Linked DNA regions of Sus scrofa: region 2 is linked to region 1. A link is a contact called in public Hi-C data. All regions are on one chromosome and are shown on one strand. The core of a region is the stretch at or near the end of the contact, and the rest is flanking DNA. Distances in the headings are between cores, read along the strand shown.

Region 1 (3,586 bases), core at 799-3,298:
GCATCTTTTGAAAATCTAATAATACACTCTTCCACCCCTGATTGACTCATAATTATTTCATACTTTCGTGAAGGCAAGGAAACGTGATTTTAAAAACAGTGACTTAAGAAACAAACAAATAAATAAATAAATAAAAGTAGTGCCTTTAGACAAATCATCAAATCACCACTACATTTGTGACAGCTTCTCAGACAGGAAAGCATCTCTGTGTCAATGCAATGTGGAGTTTAAAGTGGCTTTTCCCTGAAACATCAGCCATGATTTTTAGCTATGTTGTTAAATATTAAATTTTCGTTATGTTTGGTTGAACATGAACTAAAGTTTTGCAAAGATACTGGAGTAATAGGATCCTGAGAGACGACAGGAAAGAGGTGAAGGGAAGAATTGCCTTTAATATTTTTTGTATTAATACATGAAGGAAAACCAAGAGGATGCCTGTTGACTAGGCTAGGTCTTCTACCTCCAGATGGGGATAGGCAATCATCAACAACCAACTTGTTTAGGAGTTCTCATCATGGCTCAGTGGTTAACGAATCCAACTAGGAACCATGAGGTTGCAGGTTCGATCCCTGCCCTTGCTCAGTGGGTTAAGGATCTGGCGTTGCCTTGAGCTGTGATGTAGGCCGGCAGCTACAGCTCTGATTAGACCCCTAGCCTGGGAACATCCATATGCCGTGGGAGCAGCCCTAGAAAAGGCAAAAAGACCAAAAAAAAAAAAAAAAAAAAAGAATTGTTTATTGTTTCAGTAAATAATATTTGAGTTTTTTAGCAGGACACTAAGCATTGAATGGAGGAAATATAAATATGTAATAACACATTATCTGTTAGGGCTCAGAGATTTAGGAATTTCACTCTGGTTGAAATACAGATCATTCCCCCTCCCCACCAACACCTCCTCAGAGAGCCTGCTGCCTGCAGACAGGAAGAACATCCCTTAAGGAGAAGTCCTGCCCCGTTCTCTGACCAGCTCCCTTGACCAGGGACAGACACTTGGCCCCCATGAGTTAGTTACACTCTCAGAGACCCAGAGGCTGCACTGGAGAGTGCTGGCATCGAAGATGCAAGGTCATGAAGAGTTGTTGCCAAAATTGGCAGCATGGCAGCCCAGAGCCATGTGCCAGCCAGTGCTATGAAGGAAAAGAAACTGAAAACTTTATGAGGACACAGAATAGCTCATCTGCAGAGAGGAAGATGGAGCAGCTGTGAAACAAGGACAAAGGAAATTAAGGAACCAAAGAGCTAGAGGGAAGGAGGGAAAGAACAGCAGAATGAGAGAGCAGCTCTCTGACCCTGCGTACTTCTTTCAGTTGAGTTCTGATTAATGTCTTAAAATAAAATCTTTACTTGGGTCATCCCCAGTGCGTTTTGGTTCCTGAGAATCAAGGGATACTTTAATAGGCCATTCACTGATTGGACTAAAGCCAAAGGTAAACAAGAAAGGCATCTGAACAGTCAAATTACACTTCCAAAATACTACCTACTAAAGCTTGTGTGACACCAGGAAGCTTTTGTTGCTTATTTAGTTTTTATAACAGCTTTACTGAGATATAATTCATACCATAAAATTTACGCTTCTTTAATTGCCTGGTTACTTTAATTTTTCAAAAATTCCCACCAAGCTTCCAGATCTCTGTCCACACCTACAAGTGGCCTTAGTAACAAGCAGAGAATGGCTAGTAGAAGCATGCACACTTTAGCCATAAAAAGCCATGGTTGACAGCCTAGCAGCAAAGGAGGAAGTAGAAAAGCTATAAATAGGAGAACAATAATTCCAAAGGGGAAAAAAAGAGCAATCTTGGGCTGTAGAGGGTGTTTTTGTCAGGCTCTTCTGGTTCCGAGGAATGGCTCGAGTTACATCTAATATTAGGGGAAGGAGTTGTAAGGAATGAAGAAAACAAGGACTTCAGCCCCACAGGGCCTCGTGGGAACCACCAAAGGCCAAATCACCAAGCCTCTGGAAGGACAGGCGCTGTAGCGGAGCCAGACCTCAAGAAGACTGGAACCAGGACACCGTTGAGAATCCAAGGTTACCCCAGGACTTCAGCATCGGGAGTTTGCACATCGTCACCTCAGCGATCAGTTATTTATGGGCCTCAGCTCTCCCCCCTGGCTGCGCCTACTAGCAGTGTCTTGCCGCTTCTCTGCCTCCCCTAACCGGCTTCCTCATCCCCTCTTTGGAATTTGTAAGCTGCCAGCTCTTGACCTATTGCGACCTGCAGACTTAACTGTTTGGCCGGTGTGGCGCCCTCACATTTAGAATTCCAAAGTCTTTGGGTGAGGCATGAACTTGGCAGTCACTCGGATCTTTGCCCTGCGGGCTACCTTCGCCACGCCCTTGTACCTTATTTGCATACCCCGCCCCCTGCTGCAGGTATTAGACTCCGGACTCTTGTTCTCTACTTGGTTTCTACCTCACAGCTTCTGCTTATCATGATTATGCCTCCTTCCTCATAACTTTGGCTTATTCTCCCTCATGGCTTCTCACAGCTAACCAGTCATTCCCAGCTCAAAATCTCCACAGGAAGAACCTGAACCACATGGTCCAGTTGGGGTTAAACTTTTCCCTCTGGTTCTGGCTGGGGACTGCCAGCCAGCCTAGAGCTTGGTTGCTTTAGGTCAGGAGTCCAGTGGGTGTCATCAGCCTTGGCTGAGAAGCTGCAAGGCCATGGAGAACAGAGCACAACTGTCTGGGGCTGACACCTAGGCAGGGGCCATGAGCAGTGCAGTTACATTTAAAAGGGATGGAGGGCCAGGAGGACCCCTTTATTGTTCAGTGCAGTGAGTCTGAGTGACTTCACTCTGGAAACCTTAACAAGCCTGAGAGAGTGAGGTTCCATTTAACCTCCTCAAATAAAATCTATGATACCAACATGGAATCTTTAAGAAAAGGTTAAATTCAGTGTCCTCTATCTAAGGAGTCAGTGATGTGTATAGCACACTTTAGAAGAATTTCCACTGAAAATTATGAAGGTTAAAAATAACAGAGGATATTTAATGTGTATTCAAGTGTTTGAGAACTCTTGAATGGTCTATTAAAAAAAAAAAACCCTCCTTTTTTTAGTAAAATAGGAACTAGTTCTGCAAAGTTAAAAACAGAAGCTCCAAAAGTTTTCTAATCCTGGCTCTGCCACTTATCAGCTATCCAATTATTTAGTAATTCAGTTCCTCAATTGCCTCATCTATAAAATGAGGGTAGTAATAGTATATGTATCCCGTAGCATTGTCAGATTAAATGAAATAATCCAAGTAAAACCTTTCAAATGGGTACCTGGTGCATAGTGAGTGCTAAAAATTGATTATTATTACAGTTGCTCCTGTTTTGTTATTATATAAATAAGGGAGATATGTACTAACACCCTAGTAGAATTTTTTTTGTTTGTTTTTGTTTTTGTCTTTTTGCCTTTTCTTGGGCCGCTCCCACAGCATATGGAGGTTCCCAGGCTAGGGGTCTAATCGGAGCTGTAGCCGCCAGCCTACACCAGAGCCACAGCAACTCGGGATCCGAGCCACGTCTGCAACCTACACCACAGCTCATGGCAATGCCAGATCCTTAACCCACTGAGTAAGGCCAGCGATCGACCCCGCT
Region 2 (3,739 bases), core at 1,151-3,650, 150 kb before region 1:
TCTTTCCTTCGATGTATTCCTTGCCAAAATTCCATGAGAAAGGAAGTGTAATACTTATGCTTTAATTATAATAATACCTATACTTACACGTTCATCATAATTATTATAATCAACAATAAAGTAAATTTTATTTTAATAAATAAAACATGTATTAAACTTTTTCAACATGCCAGGTTTTGTGCTCATCATCTTTTAACTAACGTCTCATTCGTTTCCTCCATGAGCCCTATAAAGTCCTATTTTATCCCCATTTCACAGGTGAGTAAATAGAAACCCAGGATTCCAGCCCAGATCCACTGTCCCCAGAGCCTGTGAGCATCCCCACTGCATCTTCTCACTCATCCCCTATGGGGGGAGGCAAGGGCCAGGGGACTGAGGAACCCCCCTGAATACAGGCCGCTATATTGGCCAAGCTCCAGGATGCAAACCCTCCTGGCTTTCCTGGCGGGTCAGAAATCGGGGTCTGACTTCCCACTGCCTCCCTGCCAGTTAGTGGTGACTCCCTTCAGCACAGATGAAATCATCAGGAGGACTTCTGAAGCTGCACTGACGGCTCTGGATTAGCCACTCCAGCTATCAGATTGACACTTTGGGAGCGCAAATAAAATAGGCAGCAAGTAGAGTTCCCATATCCTCCCCAGCCCCAGTTTCCCCTGTCGTGAACACCTTGGCATTAGTGTGGCACATTGGTTATAATTGATGAGCCAATTTTCACACTTTATTTTTAATTAAAGTCTGTATACTGATTCTCTTCTTGGTTCTCGTAGAAGGTGTTGTACCTTCTATGGTTTGGACAAAGGTTCAATGAGACGTGTCCATGGCTACCGTACCATACAGAGGGGTTACACTGCCCCCCAAATCCCATCTTCTCACTATCCTCCCCTCTCCTCCAGTTCCTCACCCCTCTCCTCTTGCCCCAGTTGCTGGCAGCCACTGATCTTTTTATAGTCTCCATAGTTTCACCTTTTCTAGAATGTCAGGTATAGCAGTTGGAATTATACAACATGGAACCTTTTTTAGGTTGGCGTCTGTCACTTAGTAATACCCATTTAAGTTTCCTTCCTGTCTTTTTGTGGTTGACTAGCTCATCTCGTTTATTGCTGAATACAATTCTGTTGCTTGGAGGCACCACAGTGGATCCATTCACCTACAGCAGGATATCCTGGTTGTTTCCAGCTTTGGACAATTATGAAGAAAGCTGCTATCAGCATCTGTGTGCAGGTTTTTGTATGAAAGTTAAGTTTTCAAGGAGAACAATTGCTGGATTGTATGGTAAGAGTATGTTTAGCTTTGTAAATATTTTAAACCTAGTTTCACTTTGGATGTTATGCTTGTTTTTGTTTTTTTGCCTTTTCTTGAGCTGTTCCTGCGGCATATGGAGGTTCCCAGGCTAGGGGTCGAATTGGAGCTGTAGCCACTGGCCTATGCCAGAGCCACAGCAATGTGGGATCCAAGCTGTGGCAACGCCTGATCCTTAATCCAGTGAGCAAGGCCAGGGATCGAACCCGCAACCTCATGGTTCCTAGTCGGATTTGTTAACCATGGCGCCACGATGGGAACTCCTGGATGTTATGTTTTTATGTGAATGCTTAAGTTGATCTGGGGATTTACAACTCTTAATAAGAGCAAGGGACGCCTCAAGTACAATGGTCTAGCTGTCCAGCCTCCCTCTTATACGCACCCGCACCAACCTCTCTGGCCTTTGTCCTCCCCAGGGCACACGCATATCTGCTCTCAGACCCACCAAGCTGGGGTTCAGTGCCAAAGCCTGGTTCCCACCTTCTCCAGGGCAGGGGAGTAATTGTATGGCTTTTAAGGGCAGTTAAAATTCAGCTCCTGCTGGAGTTCCCTCGTGGCGCAGTGGTTAACGAATCCGACTAGGAACCATGAGGTTGTGGGTTCGATCCTGGCCTTGCTCAGTGGTGTGCGTCGCTGACTTAGCTCAGATCCCACGTTGCTGTGGCCCTGGCATAGACTGGTGGCTACAGCTCCGATTGGACCCCTAGCCTGGGACCTCCATGTGCCACGGGAGCGGCCCAAGAAACGACAAAAAAAAAAAAAAAATCAGTTCCTGCTGAGTGTATACAAAGATGGCATTTAATTCAAGCTCAATCCTTTGGGAATTAAGTCAATCAGGATTTCCTAGACATTTTTGGAATCATTCTGAAATATAACTGACCTTGGACACACATTATTCGTTTCTTGAATTTTAATAGATTTTGTTTCTCTCTCTTCCCTGAATGCTGTTTTCCTACTGAATTGCTCCTTCGTCTTCTTGACACACGTACTCCTATTTTGGGAAACCACACTCGTATTTTATGAACAACAGGACAGGAGGTAGGCCTTGCTTGACTTTGTGACGTCTAAGTAAATATTTATTGAATGACTATTTTGGAGACGACAGTCTTTTTTCTCCCTCCAGTTGAAAATGTCTTTTCATGGGAGTCGGTCTTTACAGATACACACCCATGGGCGTCACTGGAATGTCATTAACGTGTGGATTTGACATCTCTTTACACGGACTTGTCACTTCCTTGGGGTCACAGCATCTTGGAGGCGATCATCAGGGGCATGCGGTCAACCTCAAGGCCATGTCTCTCCGATTCCAAGCCCTGAGTCTCAGGCTTTTCTCACAAGGTTCAGGATGAGCCTGCTGCTGCGGTGGGCGGCGGCGGCGGCAGCTATCAGGGTCCTTTACACACAGTCCCTGGGGCCTCACTGAGGCCAGCTGCTCCTGAGCCCACAGGTCTCTGCATTTACACTCACCAGTGGTGCCTTTTAGGGACCGATTTATAGAGGAGCCTCTGGTGCATTGGGTCACCAGGGCAGCACTTGCGGGTAAGCTGACACGTCCTCTCTGGGTGTTCATTCTTCCCAAGCTCCTCCAAAGAAACCTGCTGTGTTTGATTTGTTTGGCTGGTTTGTTTGATTAACCTCTGGGTCTTTCCATTGAAGAAAGGGATCTTAGTTTCCAGAGAGCATTTTGAATAACTGTCACACTCAAAGTCTTTCCTATTGTCCCCAGAGGGGCCCCGGAAGAGCCCATATCTCTGAGACTCTCCTCCTTGCTCAGGAGGTGGGGCAGCCCACCCTTCCCTGCTTGGCTTGGGGTCCTGCTCTGGGGTCCCAGGTCTCGACGCTCAGCTCCAGTGTCCTCTGCACCTTTTCTCCAGGAGCCCCAGCAGTGAGCTCTTCTGAAAAACAAAGATTCTGTGGTCCCCACCCCCCCATTCCAGAATTCCTGTGGTGGGCATGCTGATTGGCCCTGCCTTCATTAGGGGAGACTGAACCACTGCACAACCAGACCCCCAAATGCATTGACTCAAATATAATAGAAGTACAACAGATTTCTGGATCATATAACATTCCAGGGTCAGCAGGTGCCTCTACGTTGCATGGCAATTCAGGGATCCAGGCTCCTTTCAGCTGTGGCTCCATCATCCCCAAGGGCTCAGAGCCCTGGAAAGGGAACAAGAACGCAAAGGAAGCATGGAGCTGATGTGCTTCAAAAGCTCCTCCCACCCCAGTGGCTAGAAGTCGGTCTTAGGGCCACCCCTACCGCCGGAGGAGCAGGGAATATTGCCTGGCTCCCACCCAGGAAGGAGAGAGAGATGGGTTTTGGTGGACAGCCCACAACCCCTGCCACAGACCCCATTCCTCTCTCTCCCCAAGTCCACCCTCCTGCTCTCGCCCCATTTGTCACCCTTGCAACATGACAGATTGAGAATTTTATAACTGC

What was found. Hi-C and Micro-C count contacts between places; a contact is called where the count stands out from the background.
Region 2: a contact with region 1 is called in a Hi-C map of liver, with 4 times the contacts expected there. A contact is called at or near these places in 3 of 47 Hi-C or Micro-C datasets (alveolar macrophages and liver) and 1 of 2 datasets of targeted methods (alveolar macrophages).

What each region holds. Positions count from the first base shown.
Region 1 is chr4:36,631,148-36,634,733 of Sscrofa11.1, forward strand. The region is part of intron 3 of LOC110260247 (a long non-coding RNA gene); the gene reads left to right. Among named protein-coding and RNA genes, the nearest start is that of RNF19A, 57 kb to the right of the region's middle.
Region 2 is chr4:36,476,866-36,480,604 of Sscrofa11.1, forward strand. LOC102161266 (a long non-coding RNA gene) reads left to right here. Exons shown (of 2, transcript XR_002343182.1): 1 at 1-1,272. Among named protein-coding and RNA genes, the nearest start is that of ANKRD46, 78 kb to the left of the region's middle.